Linked DNA regions of Rattus norvegicus: region 1 is linked to region 2. The links are chromatin contacts, called in public Hi-C maps. All regions are on one chromosome and are shown on one strand. Each heading gives the region's core, a stretch centred on a gene start, on an enhancer-like site or on the middle of the called end of the contact. The rest is flanking DNA. Distances are from core to core; before and after follow the strand shown. Region 1 overlaps Tenm2 (teneurin transmembrane protein 2). Region 2 overlaps Tenm2 (teneurin transmembrane protein 2).

The links. A called contact is a pair of places that touch in the nucleus more often than the background predicts.
Region 1: a contact with region 2 is called in a Hi-C map of hepatocytes, with 2.6 times the contacts expected there. The contact joins two enhancer-like sites. A contact is called at or near these places in 2 of 12 Hi-C or Micro-C datasets (hepatocytes and liver).

What each region holds. Positions count from the first base shown.
Region 1 is chr10:21,649,710-21,653,364 of GRCr8, forward strand. All of the region lies in intron 3 of Tenm2 (teneurin transmembrane protein 2), which reads right to left. Among named protein-coding and RNA genes, the nearest start is that of Tenm2, 470 kb to the right of the region's middle. Within about 2 kb of position 1,307, at least 3 of the 93 cell types and tissues checked have an H3K27ac peak or open chromatin away from gene starts, as enhancers often do. A contact at or near this core is called in hepatocytes, where this site is marked.
Region 2 is chr10:21,396,343-21,399,998 of GRCr8, forward strand. The region is part of intron 3 of Tenm2 (teneurin transmembrane protein 2); the gene reads right to left. Among named protein-coding and RNA genes, the nearest start is that of Wwc1, 440 kb to the left of the region's middle. Within about 2 kb of position 2,264, at least 1 of the 93 cell types and tissues checked has an H3K27ac peak or open chromatin away from gene starts, as enhancers often do. A contact at or near this core is called in hepatocytes, where this site is marked.

The DNA.
Region 1 (3,655 bases), core at 57-2,556, 250 kb after region 2:
AGAAAGGTCTTATGAATTTTGATTAGGTGTCTCAAAAGTACTACCAATTGTTAAGACTTGGATGCCCTAAGAGAGATGGCATAAGAAAACTGGGCACTGTTTGATGAGACAGTATCAGTAAACCAGGAGATACAACTGGAAGATTTGGAAAATGTCCATGCTACAAAAGAAGAGAGTGAGAGAAAACCAATTTCTGATTTCGTCATAATATTCACTAGAGAGAATCCTGGCTCCATCCTTCAGATGTGTGGCAAGGTAGCTGGTGACTTCCACACCCGGTCTACAATTAGGCCCTTTATGAAAGTTCAAGGTCTACTCTCCATCTTTCCACTGCTTTAGCCAAACCTATGACCAAGAAGCCCAGAAGTCACCAGGAGTGGGGAGACTTTCAATAGGTTACCCTGAAAAAAGATTCACAGAGAAATGATTGGCACCTAGCCAGCGATGCCAATGGAAGTGTGTTGGGGAACAAGTGCAATAACCTACTTTTGGATTTAACATAAGAGACCTATGCTAATCAAAATTCTGATCTCATTCAAAAGGTACCCTTGCTTGACCCAAGTGGCCTTTTAAAAGACCCGCACACCCCAATCCCCAACTAGTTCATTAAAATGGGTAGTTAGCCTTCTGGGAGGGGAGATGTATATGTCAAAACAACACACCTAGAAATTTGACCCTGTTAAGACTGGCTGATTTGTTTCATTTTATCTGAGTGGTTTGCTCCTTTAAAGGGCAGAAGAGAGGGTGACATACGAGAAGATAAAGTAAGCTATCATTAGTAGCTAGAAAGTGATATTCCTCCCCCCAACACTGAAATTTAGCAGATGATTGTAGTGGATAACTTTAAAACGTAGACTTTTTCCACAACTTTCCATCTTTGAATGCTATTCACTGGCTTGGACTTCTCCCTTCCATATCATTAGCAGAGACACTAATGATTAGACAAGTGTTTCACGTCAGGTACTTAGAGAGAAGACAGAGTCAGAGACGAAATCTGAATAATCCGTGTACTGGAAAATCAAACCCCGGATAATCAGGACTGTACTGTACAGGCAATTAGGATTCTGTCCAGTTAAGAGAAATTTGTAATCTATTCAGTTTCAAGCTAGCGAACTCCCATTTCTCAAAAACTTGTATTTTGGCCTCCGATGGCTTAAAAAGTTCTCCTTACTAGATTGTCTCCAATTACAGAAATCCTTCCCAAGCACAGGGCTGCAGAAGTATATTAAACCTGCAGGGTACCATGTAGCTGGTGGTTTTTACAGAGCTCTACAGCACACAGGAACCCGATGCATGATGTAACACTGCCAAAGCAATTCGCCGCAGTCTGATAATGATATTTGTTCAGATCACGAGGGTTGTCTTACATGGGGTGTGTGGGTGTGTGGAGGTGGGGGAGTTATCTTTGAATAGAAGGCTCAAAATAATAAGCAAAAGGACCTAGAGATAAATTCGTATTTGAATATTTCCCCCAACTTGCAGCCTGCCCTCCAAACCACCACCACATGAGAACACGCGCACACACACACACACACACACACACACACACACACACACACACACACACACACACTCACACACACAGGTAGGTCCACAGCAGATATCAGTACCTCTCTGGTTCACCCAGCAGTAATAGAGAAATGCAATGATAGACTTGCGGGCAGGACAAGCTTCGGCCAAAACTGTCAGACAGAAGTTGACAGAGAAAATTTACCTCTCCTCAAATACAAAGATCAACTTTGGTAAAGGGTCAAAATGCAACGAGCCCTTAACAATGAAACGATAGTAATAGAATTGCATTAAACCATATACATTTAGTGAACACGAGGCAGCTTATGTGGTAGTATGGATTTGTTTGTTTGTTGTTGTTGGTTTTCCTGTTTTTGTTTTTTATTGCTGATTTTTTATCTAGGTAATTTAGAATCCTATACAAACATACAGAAGCAAAACAGTCAAATAAGTCATCCAGAAGAAAAAAAATCCCACCTACATTGAAGGTATAAGAGGAGAATTTCCAAGGCTTTGGGATATATATTTTTTCCCTTGCATTGTAATGCACTCAAGTGTATGAGTGATGCTTTTGTGTTTGATAATGTCAAGTGTGAATGTCATGGGCAGCCCCCCATCTCTGATGGTATTAAAATGGTGGGAAGATGAAAAGCTTGGAAAAGTAAATGGAACAAATTAAATTAAAGTGGCTAGAGGACACAAAAAGTCACCCATCTGCAGCTTGGTTCTGAGGCGACAGTGGCGACCCTGTCTACTTAAATGGCTCATAAAACCAGCATTTCTGAGGAAAACGTGTACCACTCCTCTTACTTAATTGTGCTAATGATTGTTTTTGTTCCCTCTCATTGTGAAGTCCGCCAGATGCAAAGAAACACCTTAAAGGTTTACGCATGTGTTTATATGATGTAGTCAGACTAATGTCTATCACCGTGGTTGTCAGTCAAACGCACTAGGCAGCAGAGAGTTCAAGGTGAGGTATCCATGGTTTATAGACGGTAATTGACAACACGGGCAATTTGGGGAGGCAATTAAGTCCAATAAATAAAGTGTATACCTTTTCAGCGAGATGAAAACTCTCAAAGATCACACAAATCCATCATAATCAATGTCAAGAAACTGGAGATAAACCCAACGTGGATTGTATCCAAAGAGCAATAGCAGAGAGACAACACCACATGGCGAAGGTTTTCCTTACGAAGGTATGAGATAAACATTTGCATATCAAATCTGCCTTACTGAGGCCGTGACATCTACAGTAAGCATAAGACATCGCAATAATTACAGTAGTATCCACCTTCACTCTTCTCGGTTATATTTCTCGACTTTACTACCCGAGACCGGGCTAATGTAATGTCTCCTCTTTTCCTAACAACATACCTTTAAAGGTGAGTTAGCACCATAGTAGCATTGATAGCTTTAGAAGGTCGAAGTGTAACTGGAGAAGAGAGGTCATCTATACAGATGTTTCAGGGAATCCTGGGGAACACTTTGCTGTGCAGATTCACAATTCCATCATCCCTTCCTTACTCCCAAACCAAGTTTCAACGTAGTCTGCAAACTGCTACATGGCTTTCCCTTGGGCATCCAAAATTCGTCTGGTTCTTCAACGCCCATTCCTGCAGTAGTGTCCCTCATGGCTTGGGGTCTAAGTTTCCCACATGATCCAGCTGATGGTGCTGTCCCACAATATCTCATGTCTTCATCTTCTCTCCCATTTCAAGCCAGGCCCTCAACCTACTCTAGCCTATTCTTGCCTGCTCTGCCATGGGACAGAGGGAGGGGCTATTTGGTATATTCACCAGTTCTCTTCAGGTCTACACTGTGCCTTCTATTTCTATAAAGATGTCAGTGAGGGGCAGGCATTTCTCATTGTTAGGCAACATTGGGCGTGTTTTCTTCATGGTGCTTTTGATACAGGAAGTATTTTCTAGACGGTATGGGGATTGGGGAGGGGGAAGAGAGGTACAAACAAAAACCAGAAAATCTCGCAGCAAAGGTAAGGCTTTCCTTTTTTAAAGAAAGGAACAAAACAAGCCAACTACTACACATCAGACAGAATATACACGTATATCAAAGAAGGACAAAGCAGGAATGTCCTTACCCCAGTGGATTTCTAGTGCTAATTACAAAAATAAATGCAGTTGAC
Region 2 (3,656 bases), core at 1,014-3,513:
CCTCTGAAGAGCCAAGGAAAGGATTCGAGACTGTCCAACAAATTCGAAACTTGTTTCTTACTGGTACACGCCCTTGTTCCAATCAGATTGTCAATGTGGTCTGCGCCCCCCCCCCCTGGGGTAACGAACAAAAGTGTTGAGGATTTAGTAGCTGAGTTAAGACCTCCACAAGCTGGCAAACCAGGAAAGTGAGGCAGCTTCTCTGAGGCTCACATCTCACCATAAGCGTGGGACCCACCATTTTAATCCCACCCCACATGTGTTTACCTCTTTCCCTTCTACTTCGTAAAAGGAGATAGCATTTCAAACGCGCCCCACCATGAGGACAGGTAGCTCGTTTTTCACCTCAAATATGCCCTAGATTTCAGAAAGTAAAACAAAGAGATGTGATATTTTCCCGTCTAGCTTTCTACTTTACAAAAAGTAAAAAACTTCCAATCTTGTGCTCATGGCTTGCCAATCGCAACAGACTTCTTTGGATGTCCTGATGCGTTGACCCAGGGGGCTGCTTGAGCAAGACTGGTGGGCAGAAATTGCACTGGGCTAAGTCTGTGGAGAACTTGATTCGGCTAGATATCCCAGCATGGGACCTTTCCGCCCAACATCTCTGACTTCTTATCATCTAAATAGGATTTATCCCCAGTATTAATTCCATATTTTATGTAAGACTCCTAGATTTAGTACAGAAATAGCTTTACCAAACTGTCATTTTTGTAAGCCTTAAATAAGAAAATATTTGATCATAAAAGAGGGTTACTCAATAAAACCACATTTTATTCATCTGATAATTTGGAACAAAGAGATGTGATGTTTTCCATTTATCTTTCTGTGCATAGATAAATAATGCCATTTCTTCTAGGTAGAGACAGCAAATGGTGAACATATGAGTTCAAGGACCCATTAAACAAATATTTACTCAGTATTTATTAAGTGTCAGTTACTCTAATAGGACTGGGGACATCAAGTGACAAAGTAGAACAGTTGCTGCCTTCATGAGGATGATGGTCGTTTAGGAGAGGAAAAATGAAGCTAAAAATACGTGCAGAGAAAATCAGCTTAAACTGTGCTCACAGGACCTTCATCAGACAAACTGGATGCCGAGAGAGGAAAGAGAAATGGCGGGAGATAGGGATTTTACCACAGGCACCAGACCTAACATCTGAATGGAGATTGAGGGAAGTAGCCGTCCTCCTACAGCTGAGGCTCTGAAACTTTGTACTAGGACGTCAGGAAGTGGGCTCAAGGGCAACCCAGCTGGGAGACTCATTTTCCTCACCTGTGAAATGGCCGTGCTATGGGCTTTGGTTTGTGTAGCTCTCTTGAAGGTTAAAGCAGCTACCATTCAACACCAGTTTACGACAAAGCATGGCTAATATGTGTTAAGTTGATGCTGTCACAGACACAGACCGGAGAGCTAAGGGCATTCGATGATAGATAGGGAAGGGTCTGACATGTTTTAGGAATCACGGGAGGGTGTGGCTCTTGGGTGGAGTAGGAAGAGGATGGACATGGAATTCTGTAAAGGGGTGGGGCATCGGGGTAATCATTTCTAGCATGGCAGAGTAAAGTCTCATGTGTGGAAGCAAGGGCATTGTCCCCAGTGGACCTCAGTGTTTGACCAGGGGTTAGCAATTCATCTCTGATGGGCTCTCCTCACTGCTCTTGTACTCAGTGAGGAGTGTGGATGGAATAACAACTCCTCAAAGGGAGCAGTTTCCAGGTAAGAAGTTTTAAATAAAGAACCCCTGTTTCATTCATGCTCATTAAACTGTTTTTCCCCTACCTAGATCCCTGCAATAATAAATATAATTATATCCATCTTTAATGACTTTGGTTCCTTGAGCTGCAGGTGCTGGAATACTGTATTTATTAACATATTTTAAGCCCTTTAAAAAGACTGCATTAATTCCTATGATAATTTAGTACCCATAATACATTCTCTGTTCTGAATAGATGTTAATCACCACAGAATGACTGATTTGCCCGAGTGCGAGCTAAGCCGTGGTCTAACTAGTAGCTAGTAACTTTTTAATTCAATATTGTTACTGAAACTGTTGATTAAAATCTAGTTGCAATAACAATTCCTTGCCCCCCTGCTGGCCCCACCCTCTGAGGACCCACAAGGAGCCCTAACAATTGGATTTTGTTCTTGCTGAAGCCAAGGGCATTCATTTTTTTTGGGGGGGGTTGTATTACTAGTTAAGCTCTGCTTGGGAAAGGTCTGTATGTGCCTGTTATCCAAGAATGCTTTGGGTTTGTTTGCTCTCTGGTGCAACCTGTGACAAGGGGAAAGGTCAGTATGGAGAAACGGAAGCTAAGCACAAAGCCTGATTAGCAGAAAGCAAACTCCCAGGCTTCTGTCTTAAAGGTGGAGGGCGGAGTCTGGGTCAGCCCTTACCCGATGGGGTGAGAGGAATCTGGTGTCTGTTGGGTTCTCAACCAGTTTAGATAGAGATGGTTTTGAAATTGCTCATGAAATTTGGATCACAGAGGAGTGCCGCCATTGAGTAGAGACAAAGGAAGTGACTATTGCAGGTAGAGGATCCTTCAGACTTCACATCCGTTATTTCGGTTAAGACAAGGCAAGTCTGTAGGGAGGGAGGGAGGAACCTGCATTGTTCTTTTTCAGAGAATGCACTCCGTGGGTTTGGAGTCACACAGCAAGGAAGCAGTGGGGATCCAGAATTCTGCTCCTAATTTTAGGTCACTGATACATACTCAACACTTCAGTGACCCAGTCAGTCCATATGGGAAAGGTACTGAACTGGGTCATAAAATCCATAACAAAGTGTGATATGCTAGAAAAACTTAATGAAACTTAATGAAAATGAGTACTTAATTTGGCCTGTTTGTGGTTTGGAGACTAGCACATAATGACCTTCTTCCTGTCCAGCGGGGGGGGGGGGGGGGTCAGTGAATCTTTAGAGCCAAGTCTTCCTCCTATGGAGAAGGATTTTAAGGACCTCATTGTTTGGGGAGCGAATGCACTGAGTGCCTAGCCGCTCTGTACATGCACAGCGAGATGCCCTTGTATTTCTGCATACAATTAAAGATGTAGTAAGAAAGCTGGGGTGTGGTGATGCAGGCCTTTAATCCCATCACTCAGGAGGCAGAGGCAGGAGGATCTCTGAGTTCAAAGCCACCCTGGTCTACAAAGTGAGTTCCAGCACAGCTGGGGCTACACAGGGAGACCCTGTCTCAAAAACAAAACAAAACAAAACAAAACACTAAATATGTAGTCAGAAGGTGGAGCCGACATGATTGGGATGGGGCCAGAGAATGATTAAGAAGTGTGCCCTGTATTCATTTAAGGCTCTTTTTCACTGTTGCCATGGGAAACTCTTCTTTCCTCATCCAAGCTTTCTATGAAGATTGTTTTGCCCATGTTCCTGGCTCAGGGCTGGTGCAGATTCCTCTGTGTGTGTGTGTGTGTGTGTGTGTGTGTGAGAGAGAGAGAGAGAGAGAGAGAGAGAGAGAGAGAGAGAGAGAGAGAGGAAATGTTAATCTATCAGACACTGAACTCTATCCCACATTCTCCAACCCATGCAGACCCAGTTGTGGATTTCAGTTCCTTTCTGTACAAAGAAGGAGACGTGTGTGTCTGGGAGCTGAGGTGTGAGCCTGAGATCTGTATGCTTTGCAGCAACCAGTGGGTA